2 separate regions of the Hordeum vulgare genome follow, and region 1 is linked to region 2. The links are chromatin contacts, called in public Hi-C maps. All regions are on one chromosome and are shown on one strand. Each heading gives the region's core, a stretch centred on a gene start, on an enhancer-like site or on the middle of the called end of the contact. The rest is flanking DNA. Distances are from core to core; before and after follow the strand shown.

The links. A called contact is a pair of places that touch in the nucleus more often than the background predicts.
Region 1: a contact with region 2 is called in a Hi-C map of seedling, with 5 times the contacts expected there. The contact joins the promoter of LOC123439916 here to the promoter of LOC123443748 in region 2. A contact is called at or near these places in 4 of 6 Hi-C or Micro-C datasets (leaf and seedling) and 1 of 1 datasets of contacts at active chromatin or transcription factors (embryo).

What each region holds. Positions count from the first base shown.
Region 1 is chr3H:325,730,643-325,733,773 of MorexV3_pseudomolecules_assembly, reverse strand. LOC123439916 (NDR1/HIN1-like protein 13) reads right to left here and starts at 1,338. Exons shown (of 1, transcript XM_045116535.1): 1 at 176-1,338. The coding sequence starts at 1,149. The coding sequence ends at 283.
Region 2 is chr3H:325,510,890-325,514,314 of MorexV3_pseudomolecules_assembly, reverse strand. LOC123443748 (glyoxylate/succinic semialdehyde reductase 2, chloroplastic) reads left to right here and starts at 1,462. Exons shown (of 12, transcript XM_045120269.1): 1 at 1,462-1,689; 2 at 1,793-1,886; 3 at 2,099-2,164; 4 at 2,893-2,968; 5 at 3,070-3,125; 6 at 3,284-3,368. The coding sequence starts at 1,584.

The DNA.
Region 1 (3,131 bases), core at 89-2,588, 220 kb before region 2:
TTCGCCTCCTTCCATTTCTTCTCAGCTGCCGGTTTCACTGTGGTGTGGTGTGGTGTGGTCACTAGTACGTACCGTTCTTGCAGAATTATGCCCATCTGTAGCATAGCATAGATCTATGCGGCCTACTTAGCTTGTGACAAAAGGATGGATGGATGAGAGTAGCAAGCAGCAACCAGGAGGAAGATAGAATCATATAAACTATACTCCAATAAATCCACATACAGTGTGAAAAAGGTTAAACCAAACCAAGAAAAATCCCTCCTCTCCCTACCCACAAATGCATCAAAACGTCCAAATCCAGATCTTGACGCGCAGCTTACACTTTGCGTCCGTCGTCGCCGCCCCGCCGCCTCCGGAGGAAGACGACGACAGCCTGATCTTAGACCGGGTGGGTGCAGGCGCCGCGGCCACGATGATCGGCGCCGGGGAGGGCGCCGGCTTGGCCAGCCCCGCGCTGAAGCCGCTGCACAGCACACGGACGTTGATGCGCTTCGACTTGAACTTCCCGATCTGGAACCCCACCTTGGAGTCCATCTCCACTGACATCGCGTGAGACTTCTTGGATCTGAGACTGGCCGCCTGCACAGGGTCCACCGTCGCGGCGGCCGCCGAAGCCGCCCCCTTGATGACCGTCGTGTTGCGACTTGGATGGACGAAACCCGGCACGGTGCCGTCCCCGATGTCCGTGCCGTCGGCCGCGAAGGCAGCCCCGATGTCGCCGTACACGAACGCGATCTTCTCGTTGGGGTTGCGCGCGGTCACCGTGAACTCGATGCGGGAGGTGACGGAGTCGGAGTCCGAGACGTTCAGCGCCGCCAGACGGAGCGACGTCACGGCGAAGGTCGGAAGCTCCGGGTGGTAAATCACGTAGAACACCCCCAACGCGATTGCTCCAAGGAACACCAGCCCCACCAACACCAGCGTCAGCCACAGGCAACACGCGCAGCACCACCCGCGCCCGCTCCTCCGGCGGCGCGGTGGCTGTTGCATCGGCTTCGGCCGGTACATCGGCGGGGGCGGGACGCGGCCGGGCACCATGGGCGGAGGCCGAGGTGGCCCTACGCCGCCGCCGTTCGCCGTGCCGTTGGCGGACCGCGGCGCCGCCACAGGGACAGGCTTGGAGGCCGGCGCGTACGCCCGGTCGCCCATTTCTTGGCCTCTGCTGCTTCTTCTGGGCTTGGGGAAGGAGAAGGCTTGGGGAAGGAGAAGGGGGGAGTAAAAGAGACTGGGGGGAGAAACGCGAAGAAGACGGGCGCAATAAGTGGCCGCATTTATATATACACTGTATATATTGTGCTAGTGCTAGTACTGCGTGTTTGCTTGCTCGTGTCGTGTGGGCGTTTAGGCATGGGAAACGCTTCTCACCAGAAGTCTGGTGCGTAGCATTCGTCGGACCAGTTGTCGACTGTCGATTCTTCTTTGATCTCACGGTCGAGAGAAGCAAGCAAAACCAGTATTTTTATGCTCCAAAAGAACCCGATTTTCATGCCCATGATCCCGTGATCTCTCCTTATCCGGTTATCCCGTATTAATTGGCCCAAACAAATCAACCCAGTGCCCATCTCTCTGCTCGTTCCCTGCTCTCGCCGCCCTGGCTCTCTCCTCATCCAGTATCGCGTCTAACCTCTCTGCGGCGCCTCCGCTCAACCAAACCGGTGTGTCGTCCCGTTTGATGGCCACGCGAGAAAGGACCTGTCAGTGTACGCCCTCGCGAGCTCCCAGTCGTGCTGATCTCCACCATGGCCAGCCGGCGAGGCCCTACTCCGTTGTATGCCTGCGGTTCACCTCGTCAGACTGTCTTCTCTGTCTGGCAATGAAGCCATCACAACTAAAGTTCCGCAGGATTCGCCCACCGAATACCCATCTGACCTAGCGTTTGATTCGCGTCTCTTGACATTGTTCATATTTTTCAGTTACTACTCCCTCCGTTTCTAAATATAAGTCTTTGTAAAGATTTCACTAGTGGACTACATACGGATGTGTATAGACATACTTTAGAGTGTATATTCAATCATTTTGCTTGGTATGTAGACATCTAGTGAAATCGCTTAAAAGACTTATATTTAGGAACAGAGGGAGTAGTTAATTTTGGCATAACTGTGTTCTCAGATTTGTGTGATCTCGTTGCGTGGATGCTATGGTGTACTATGGTTTATTCTGTGTCTACGAGTGTGAAATAGTTGTGATGTATATTATGTACGCGGTCACTAGATCATCAACTAATTTATATGAAATTCGTATATCGTACAAATATGCCCCCCCCCCCCGCCCCGCCGGTTGGTGCTAATAGTAGTTTTTGTTCCATTTCAAATTTCCATGGTTTCAAGTGGTACTACTTATGTACCCAATTCCTTTTTTCGTGTTACTACAATGTAATCGTTTAGATAGATAGTTTATCACGCATGGATCAAGTGCAAATCCATCGATTGTACATATCGAGGACACAAAAGATGCATCCTTATGTTGGTCGCAAGCTTATTTTGTTTCATTATCATTGTTTTATACTATGCTTCCAACCAAGGTGAGTAATGTTGAGTTGTCATATTTTCATCCTTTCTACTTTTTTCATTATTGTCTTAAACAAATAATCTTCTAAACTGTGTCTAGTAGCAACATGTTCATATTTGCTAACATAGCACATATATTAGTGGAGCTGCAACAATGAAGCATAGAGAAGCATAGGGTATGCTTCTTGCCATCCACCACACTGCACATGTTCTCTCCGACAACACCGCCCTAATTCCATCCGCGGTGCATCGTGCTTCAAACCCACCTACACCGGTTCCACCCACACACACATGCAGGACCTGGCCAAGAGGGATGCATCAATGTTGGCAACAATCTTTGTTTGTTTGCATCTCGAATTAATGTTATATGTTTCGACTTAAGAAGAGCCACAACGAGACAAGATATTTGTATTTCTTCATGTATATGGGGTTCCCATATCACACTTCACGTGCTTTTTCGGTTTATGTAGATTGCTTATATACTTTATGTGTTTTACTTTACAAATTTTGTTCTTGCCATTGGTATCACCATTGAAACATGCAATGCTCTCATAGTATGCTACATATGTTTCCTAGTTCTAGGTAGTTTGCTTCCAAAATTTTGTTCTAAAATAGTTCAAATTT
Region 2 (3,425 bases), core at 213-2,712:
TGCCATAAAATGTATACCATTGGATGCACATTTGAAAGAACTTTTCAGTCATATATTTTTTACAAAATACAACCAATGGTTTTTGGTCAAGATTCGACATGAAAAACGAAGTGGCTTTGTTCTATTACAAAAACTGAAAATTGGTCTTTTTTGTAAAATTTTAACATTTGGGTTGTTTTCAGCAAATTACAAAGCAATTGTGGTGGTATTTTTATAACTAGATGATGCCCCGCGCGTTGCTGCAAAAAACATGATAAATAGATATATAAATAGGTGTTGAAAAACAAAATCTATTTGCTAAAAACATATTAGTATTGCTCTCGTTTTATATTTCAAGAATAATAAATCATATGAAGCATTTAACAAAGAGATGCATAAAAAAGTGTAACATGATCTACATATATTTGCTCTAAAGTATACACCGTTTTATTCTCATAACAAAAATTAGTGAAATAATGTGTAGATTAGTGCACACATTATAACTTATGACCACATGTATGACTTGATGATGTCGCATGGTTACATAAAAAAATTATGACTAAATGCATGACTGATAATGTGACATGGTTGCATGAGAAGAAATAATAGGTAGTAGGTTACAACTACTCCGTATTTAAGAATAGAAGATTTAGTCCGTTAATAGTATAGCCAACTGCTGGCTATAAGCAGTTTTATAGCTCATCTTATAGCTAACTTGTACAATAGTTAGCTATAAAAGAGTACTACTTTTATCATATATGGTCCACCTTTCATTCTCACAAAGCACCTAGGAGCACGTGCTAGAGCTGGCTCTTCACGAAGAGTCCGCTTCCCTTCTCTCTTCTTTTCTCTCTCATCCAACTCAGTAAAAATATACTTCCTCCGTTCCTAAATATAAGACATTTTAGAGATTGCACTATAAACTACATACGGATGTACATAGACATATTTCAGAGTATAGATTCATTCATTTTGTTCCTTACGTAGTCTCTTATAAAATTCCTAAAAGGTCTTATATTTTGAAACGAAGGGAGTAGTATTTTAATTCTTACAGTCTGCTGACTGTACCTTATTGTACTTGCTCTTGGTTAATAGTATAGCCAACTGCTGGCTATAAGCAGTCTTATGGCTTATCTTATAGCTAGCTTGTACAATAGTTAGCTATAAAAGAGTACTACTTTTATCATATATGGCTCACGTTTCATTCTCACAAAGCGCCTAGGAGCCCGTGCTAGAGCTGACTCTTCACGAAGAGCCCGCTTCCCTTCTTTCTTCTCTTCTCTCTCATACAACTCAGCAAAAATATACTCCCTCCGTTTCAAAATTATTGTCTCAAGCTTAGTACAAATTTGTACTAGAGCTAGTACAAAGTTAAAACACTTATTTTAGAACGGAGGGAGTAGCATTTTAATCCTTACAGTGTGCAGACTGACCTTGTACTTGCTCTAACCGGAGCGGGGTTCGGATCGGGTGGCGCAGCCGCGTCGCGTTGGGCTCGCACGCTGTCCCAGATCACGCTTTTGCGACCGCGGATCCGCGACCACCAGCAGTTGTAGCTTCGTCGTCGCGGAGCTCGAATCTTATCCCGCTTATTATCTGCATCCATGGCCGCGGCCAGCTTCCTCCTCAGCCCCAGGGTGACGCTGCCCCTGCGCCGAGGATCCCGCCTCCTCGTGTCCTGCTCCGCCTCTTCGTCGTCCTCCTCGTCAGGTGTCGGCTCCCTTCTTCGGTTCAGCAGACGCAGCTGTGTATGTAGTGTAGTTGAAAGATTCAATGTAGTACTAGTACTTATCAGATTCTTCTTGCGTCTCAGATGCTGCTGGAGGGATGGGATTCCAGGGAAGGGTGGGGTTCTTGGGCCTCGGGATCATGGGCGCCCCCATGGCATCAAACCTCATCAAGGCTGGGTGATTCCCTTCTCTTCTACTTCTGTCTCTCTTCCTTCTTTTCCCTTTTGTTGTTACCGGGAAACATACAGTTTTACTTTGGTACCTTGTCTTCTTGTCTTGGATTTTTATACATTTCAAATCAGTATTATGCTTATGCTTTTACTGACTGGTGATCAAAATATCGAATGTATGGTTTTATGCTTATGCTTTTACTGACTGGTGATCTGCAGTTGTGATATTACAGTTTGGAACAGAACCAAGAGCAAGTGCGATCCTCTTCTCAGCCTCGGTGCCAAGTATGCTCCACATCAACTCAATTGTGATCTACAACCATCTTCTACTTATTAAATATGTGCCATTTCCTAAACAACTACCTGAGGGATTGTCTGTAGCTCGTGGATTCGGGCCGAAACCACACCACCTCATAACTGAAACTTGATATAACTATAAAACTCTCACATGTTCACTAGTAAACACAACTACATTTTTCTTCTCTGACTACCTTGTTCTGCTCTACTTTATTTGAAAACATTATATTTTCCTAAAATCTTGTACATCTAGATAGCTAGCCCCCGCTACTATATTAATATCAACATGCAAGCATGCCACCTCATCATGTAACATGCATGGGAAAAGGTCCACCTCAACATCCAAACATGCATAAGAATTTCCATTCTATTATGCTATTTATATTTAATAAAAAATATACAACTACACAGTAATCAAACATAATATATCATTTATATTTTCTTTTTATAGTTATCATATTGTTACTCCAAATACCCATATAACCAAATATATTACAAAACATTCCCGCAACAACGTGCGGGGTATCATCTAGTTCCACTAAAAACTGTTCCCACTTGAAAGAGACCAAAGATTATGGTGTGAATGGATTTAGTCTATTAGATAGTTCATGTTGTTGATGTTGATCAAAGTTAAGAGACAGTATTGCGTGTAACAAAAGATGTAAGCAACACTCCGTTTGATTGACTCTCTCATACAAGAGGATGGCTTCCTACAGGTTCGAATCTTCGCCCGCCAGAGTTTCATCATCCTGTGATGTCACCTTTGCAATGCTTGCTGACCCAGAAAGCGCGGTATAAGTTCCGTTTCAGCATTCCAATGGCCATTTCTTTTATTCATGAAGTCTCGGCATGATAACATACCTAATCATGTCCATAAACGATTTGTTTCAAAGTTTGAGGTTGCATGTGGGGCTAATGGAGCCGCAGAAGGGATGGCCCCAGGGAAAGGGTAAGTGCTAACTAATTGCTCTCAAGAAAAAGGGTTAAAAATTCCAGAGCATTTGCAGAACAGCAGAAGTAGACCTTAAAAACATCATATTTTCTCTTGCTTGTCCGTCATAGGTATGTCGATGTTTCGATCATATTTGTCTTGCTTGTCTGCCGTAGGTATGTCGATGTGTCAACAGTCGATGATGCAACATCTAAGCTAATTGGCAAACGTATTACAAGTACTGGGGCATCTTTTCTCGAGGTAGTTTTTGGTCCATATCATTGGTTGTACTGTTCCTGTATGTAATTGTTGATTTTG